Linked DNA regions of Gasterosteus aculeatus: region 2 is linked to region 1. Evidence: chromatin contacts called from public Hi-C data. All regions are on one chromosome and are shown on one strand. The core of a region is the stretch at or near the end of the contact, and the rest is flanking DNA. Distances in the headings are between cores, read along the strand shown. Region 1 has its middle 11 kb from the start of LOC144383796. Region 2 has its middle 18 kb from the start of snapc5.

Region 1 (3,394 bases), core at 243-2,742:
TTCAGCATTTCAACTCAAGCCAGCTGTTAAAAGGAAACAATATAAGCTTAATCCTTTCATTGCCGACAACAAGTAACCCTCAATTTAAGTATCTGACTTGATTAAATTTACTTTACTCTTCACCACTGCCGGGTAAACGTGCTTAGCCTCAGATGACAGGACATGAGAGTAAATACCAGGCAAACTGAATACTGATATAAATAATTCTATTCGTTCTGGCTGCTGATGTCGTTCTGTTTACTGGCAAACAGTCGTCCTCCTCTCCCCCATCTAGAGACAGAGAGATTGTGTGTGGTGATATTAAATATATGGGGAATCTTAAAAATGAATAGTGTTTTTTAATATTGACAGAATGTCTGCTTCTTAATAAAAGGAAATTAAGTTATTCAGTTTCAGACCCAACGTCAGACGCCGAAATAATCCGTTTTGTACATTGTCGAAGAGCCAATTCGGTCCCCTCTCTTCATCTTCCTTTCTAACGGGACGAGGGTTGACAAGTTCTTGTCGTCGTTCCTGGCCGGTTGGAGGGAGACCCAACAAAAGAGCCCTTGTTTGAGACTTACCCCTGTCAGACAGTGCACTTTGATATTAAAAACTCTGCTGAGAGGGGGGAGTTAGAGGAGGGAGAGAAGAGGGGGAGCTGTGGGGAAAGATGAAAAGGATGAAAACAAACTCCTACTGTCTCCAAAGCCCGTGTCTGTAGGTGTAACCTCATGATGGACTCACAAATATTTGTCCCGTCAAAACAAAATAAAAACGCTCCTTGACTCAAATCAAGCAAAATACGCGCATCCCAGCAAAAATAAAGCACCCAATTGACCCTTAGTGCCCTTCGTTTTACTCTGTACATGACAGCGAGAGCCTGGCGTGACAGATCAAGCGAGTTGCTTTGGTATCCTGGAGAATAACATCTGTCACACCACAGCCCTGTGGGATATAAAACACTAGAAATAGGAATTACATTACGTAAACACACAATTCAGACAGTTTCAGGGCCTCAATCAGCGGCCTGCTCTGGGGCGCAGGAGGAACGAACAACGGCAAAGCCGATGCGTCTGAACACTTTCCAAGAGTGACAAGCTGCAGCACGTCGGATAATTCAGGACCAAAGCAGAAGCAAGCGTAATGAGGGTTTTTCTTTTTCTTTTCTGCTCGCAAGGCGCCTCCTTTTATCCTGATTTTGAGCAGCCCTGAGGGCCGTTATTACAGCGTTTATATAAATTCACCTGGATTGCTTCGTTTTGTTCGTACAGGTCAGAGAAACAAAGGCCTAATGAGCTAGAGGAATGCCAGCGAGGAGAGGGGAGAAGTGCTCGGCGACTGCGTCGGTCTGTATGTTCAGGCCTCCTAACGACAAGATCCCCTCGTCTGATAGAGCTCCTTTTAGCTGGGGGGCTGGTTTCTATTAGTTAATGGTTGTAAGAACATCATCAGACACGTCAGCTCTGGCAGGCCGCCGCCACGCGTACCTGCTGCCGCCGGCGATGGGGTGGGCGTCGACATAACCGGGCCATCATGCAACAGGCTGACAAGAGCAGCCGAGATAACAAAGGAAGCCAGCGTGCAGTGAACGTTGAAAATGAACGTGTGTGATACATTCACGGTTTTGCTCTGGATGGTGAATTACAGCAGGGGGAACACGAACATCCACGTAGGGGTTGAGATGCCACTGGCTACAATAACGCCGTATTTGTTTTCTTCTACTTTGTACTAAAACTAGCTAAGCTAAATTCTCAGACATAAGTACATTTGTTTTTACCTCAATATTCTTATTTGACAGCTGTTGTGGATGCTTTCCATATTAGGGTTTTACATTAAAGCACTCAGTGATGTTATAGGGTACAGTGAAATGAATAGATGTAATCATGGGTTCCATGTGAGCCCGTTCAGATATCTCACTTAATAATAATAATACTTAATACTGATTTTCTTTTCAAGCCCCTAAGAGGATTTTTGCTTCCATGATCAGGTAATTTCATAAAATCAAAAGTTTTGAAACTTTATATTAAAGAAATACTTCCACCACTGAGTCAATGGGCCTTCTCTCAACACTTTTCTAAGTCCTCCGTTCCCGCGCCTGTCTCCTCTCCCTCTGTGCACCACTCCTCTCTTACAGCCAGGTGCTGACAGTAGTTAGCATTCACCATCTTTCTGTTAAGGCTTTAACAGGAGCCAGATGAAAGACAGCAGCATATTAAGACGCTAGACAGCCTCGTGCGGGACGGCCCGAGACAGGTGAAGCAGTAGTGGGGTGAGCGCAGTGGAAATGGAGACAAACAAAAGTCCAGGAATGTCAGACGGAGATCACGTTGCACGGCCATAGAGGAATAAAACACGTTATTACAACGCAGGAGGCCCCACTGCAGCACAGAGCATGAGGAACGAAGGAAAATGTAGTGTACCGTTACCATGAGGCAACTAATGCATTACTGCTGGGAGGTATTATAGAATCCTGCACATGAGCCAGATGTCACCTCAGCGGCTGCACCTACGCATATTGGCGAGGTGAGTATTGGGAGTAAAGGTTCACTGCTTTGGAGTTGCCAAGCCTGACATAAATTTTGCAGCGAGATAGCATGATGAATTCTGCTTTTGGCATCCAAGACTCTGACATAGCCCATAAAACGTTACCTCTGGCTTGGACCTATCGAAGCTCAAGTGCATTTTTTGTATGTGGTTTGATTATTGAGGAAATGTGTTGCAGCTAAAAACAACCCATGCAGCTCAAAACGTTAAGGTTTTTACCCAAGCCGTCTTATGTTCTATGAAGAAAGCAACACTTAAATATAATTAGTCATCCACTTCCCCTCATGGGGCCCGGTTCAGAGACCGTGAAATAAACACTATTGTTAAGTCAATGAAAACCATTGTATGCAGCTGGATTGCTATTCATATCCGACTTTCCATTAAAATCACAACAAAATGACGAAACAATTACAAAGACACTTAAGCTTTTGTTTAGCGAGGCCTTCACCGCAAAATAAAAGCTGCAGCCCAGCAGGCACCACGAGCTAAAAGCTGTAGCGGTTTCCCCTCTGGATTCCTCTGGAGTTTCAAGGGCGTCCGCTCTGTTCAAGTGAGACTAGAAGGAGCCTTGTGTTTTTTAATGCTCTTTTGGACTCCCACCCACCCCCGGAGCTGATCGGGAGTGGCGTGCACAGAGGAATGAGTGCTTGGTTTGATTTGGTGAGCCGACTCCTCGCTACATCTGTGAGTTTTCTTCGGTATCGCACAGCAAAACGGCTCACTCCTTTTTTTTTGTTTTGTTGCTCTGATAGGTTTGTCTGCGCGTTTGGAATGCAATATGTTCATTTTTGACTAATTTAATTTGAATGAATAAAACAAAATCACAGTCCACCACGTGCATGTGTACGCACACTTACACGCTTACTCA
Region 2 (3,394 bases), core at 456-2,955, 44 kb after region 1:
AACATTTGTTTAATTGTTTAGTGCTCTGTACAACCATAACATCGGTGACGCCGATGCGACCAAACTTATTCAGTGATTTGACTTGTTTGGGAACGATGACTTGTTGGAAGGGAAGAGTTCAGCTGCAGTCATTGACACGGAGGCATCCTGTTGACCTTTGCTTCACGTATTAATGTCACCACTTTATCGTTGTTGTTTGCCCAAGTGACCACATTTTGAGAGAACTAAATTGGAATAGATCTTTTACTGGGAAGTGGCCGATGTTACAAAACTGGAAGGACGCCATTGGCTGGTTGGTCGCTGCTCTAAGCTGCTCGCGCAGAGTATGACAGCCGTTATGACCCCAGATCACCTTACACTGCACTTCCCGCGCGCCTCTGGGATTCCTGCAGTTACACTTAGAAGTTACGAGCTCAGTGGAGTGACAGTGGAATTTTTAAGAACATGTATAACTCAACGGCTTATGCTTTTGATCACAACTGTAAAGTTGTGAATGAATGAACAGTGTCATTCTGACAGTGTGTTATGGAAGCACACAAATTCCCCTGCATATCAATTCCCTCTACGTGGCTCCCGACGTGGTGACGGCTGAGCCGGCGGCTCACAGCTAACGATGCTAACAGCCATAACCGTGCAAACAACGCGAAGCTTAGCATCGGAGACGACGCCGTCGTCGGTCGGTCGGTTTGGCGTTACCAGCTGTGGCCGCAGAGCGCTAACTTACACTAAAAGGTAGCCGCGGCCGTGCGAAGAAACCACAACGATGCTCAAATTGCAACACACAGAAGAAGAGTGACTTCATGCTCCACTAGAACAAATAGTGGTTTGTTGCTGAATTACTGCTGTGAAAATCATATCGAGGACCTTTGACTAAAGGTATAAGAAAGTAGAAAGAAAAGTAGCCGTGAGCGAAAACCTTTAAACATATGACCCAAAGTAAAAATAAGGTCGCAATCGCTCTTTGGCAGCATTCGAAGAAGATGACCACAATTTTGGGAGTTTCCCCTTTCTTCCATTGTGATCCCGTGCTAGCATTCCTTCAGCTCTGCCAAGCACGAACACTGTTGCTTTATTGCATTCTCCGATTCTACATCATAATTATCGGTGCAATTAGCTGATTCACAGCATTTTAACGCCGTGCCTGAACATACTCAGACACCTCATCAGTCACAGTTCAAATATTATCTCCGTGGGAAACTATTCAATGAAGTTTCTCTCCTGTCTGAGGCTGCTGTGTTAAGACAATGTCACAATTTAGAAACTGACTAACAGAGTGCATCACATGTTTCCATGTTTCAGCCAGCTGCTTTCAGTTTCTTTGTTGCACTTGCAGTTGCTTGAATGTTGAACGGCAAAGTAGTCCATTGCACATATCACCTGGCCCCCTTCTAATAAGAAATACAACTATAATCATAAAGACGGTGCACAGATGCAATATATGCCTTTATTTTTTACTAAGTAAGATATTACTGAAAATGATGTATGCATTCTAGGCGCTCAACACTGTCGCATTGACCGAGGCTCAATGAAACACATGGTGGTTCATTGAGGACTACTTCTGAAGGAAAAATAAATAATTAGAGCACCTCGTAAATACCGTACTCATAAATACACGTCTTGCCTGCAGTTTTAATCTGGTTGGCGTTACAAGCTTCACGCTCCACCCAAACCTGCTTGTCCACTGCCAACGAGTAGTTGCACCGGCCCTGATTCAGCCCAGACAACGCAAACAATAAGCTGAGCTTGATGGGGGAGACAGAGTCAGCGCATGTCACTGGAGGCCAGGTGACAACATCGCTGACCTACGCCTCCAGACACCACTGTGCCTGGCTGGCTCCTTGCTGGTGCCGTTCTGTCTTCATGCACATCAACTGATATAATATTTCTTGACTGTTTCTCACAGCAGACGGCAAACTGTCTAGCTATCAAACACTCCCCACCCCCCAACTCCACCCACATTGCCGCGCTCCACTGGAGACAGCTCAGTGAGAGCTATCTGATCATCAGACCCTGATGATAGCGTGGAGACTGGCGTCTGAGCTGGCCGATAGCCGTCAGGCGATCTGTGTTCACAAATAGAGATGTGCAAGAATGGATTAATATGAATGACGCCGCCATTCTTTCCTTTCCCGTCTTTAATGTTAGGTCCGTCGCATTATCAGAGCTCGCTTTGACCCCAGCATCTCCATCCGCCTCCATATGTTAAGGTAGAGGTGCTACAATTTGTATTTTCGGCCTGCTTACCTTTATATTTCTTGTTGAGTTCTATAAAAAGACCTAGCGTGCAAAGGAGAACGTGCCTGCACGTCTCGCTCTTTTGCTGAAAGGTGGGGTGACTGCAGTTCAGAGGTTGAGGTTGAGAGGTCTGCTGTGCGCGTGCGCTGCTGCGTCCTGTAGACTGCGAGTCTATACTGGCGATGGGGTCACCACCCAGGACTTTGTATTCAGAGAGGAGAGCAAACAACGGAGACCTTGAACCTCCAGGCCTTCCCCCACTCCCCCATCTCCTCCCAGATATCAGCATCTAAAGGGCCAGTGGCAAAGCTCATTGTTCGCATCGACGACGTGTGTGGGCAGAGAGTAAGGAGAGACTCTCACTTCAGTTAAAGACCGAAGAATTGTTTCATCAAATGCACAGCCACGCCGCAGTGCACCGGTTGTAGCCGCGCTAAGCGGGGGGGTCAGTGGAGACTCACAGTAAATGGCCATGTCGCCAGTGCTCTCTGCTGCAGAGTTGGCCGACAAAATAATGAACCGCACAGGCCTGTTTGATTTCCTCTGGAGACAGCTGAGCGGGAGTCTGATCCACACACAGCCCTGGCTCCCACTAACCCAATCTGCTCCACCCAGCCTTTTCTCTCTCCGTCTGTAACCCAGAGACGGCGTCTACGCAGGCCTTTTTAGGGTACATCTATTCACTCTGATTTATGGTAAATGAAAAAGCTTGGAGTTCAGTTGCACAGCTAAAATGCCCTTTCCGACTGCCTGGCCGTGCTCCACGCCGTCTGAGCTGGATCCCATTTCCACTCATGTCCACTTTGTTGCTGTTGCAGGAGACCGATAATTCACATCAAATTGTGCGTTTCCAAGGAAAGTCTCACTCAGCCATGCAGTTTGTGGTGCATATTGATGGTGCTAAAATTAGACAGCTGGCATATATGCATATTTCATGTACCACGTATAAAGCAGTGAAAATAGTGATTTTGGATGGCCTGCACCGCACTTATGCAGCAACATAATTATGGTTCCATGATGTAACGGTGCGAATGTCAGAAAGAGTGTGGAGTGTCCATCCACGGAGGAGCACGCTGAATGCGATATTTTTCTGGGTTGGCTACATGGAGGCAGCCAGTGGTGATGTGTCCTGGCAGGCACACATAGGGGCACTGTAGTC

The links. A called contact is a pair of places that touch in the nucleus more often than the background predicts.
Region 2: a contact with region 1 is called in a Hi-C map of skeletal muscle, with 4 times the contacts expected there. The contact joins two enhancer-like sites. A contact is called at or near these places in 4 of 6 Hi-C or Micro-C datasets (skeletal muscle, tail fin and whole body).

Annotation. Positions count from the first base shown.
Region 1 is chrX:19,267,754-19,271,147 of fGasAcu3.hap1.1, forward strand. No RefSeq gene overlaps it. Among protein-coding and RNA genes, the nearest start is that of LOC144383796, 11 kb to the left of the region's middle. Within about 2 kb of position 1,493, at least 2 of the 9 cell types and tissues checked have open chromatin away from gene starts, as enhancers often do.
Region 2 is chrX:19,312,001-19,315,394 of fGasAcu3.hap1.1, forward strand. No RefSeq gene overlaps it. Among protein-coding and RNA genes, the nearest start is that of snapc5, 18 kb to the right of the region's middle. Within about 2 kb of position 1,706, at least 2 of the 9 cell types and tissues checked have open chromatin away from gene starts, as enhancers often do.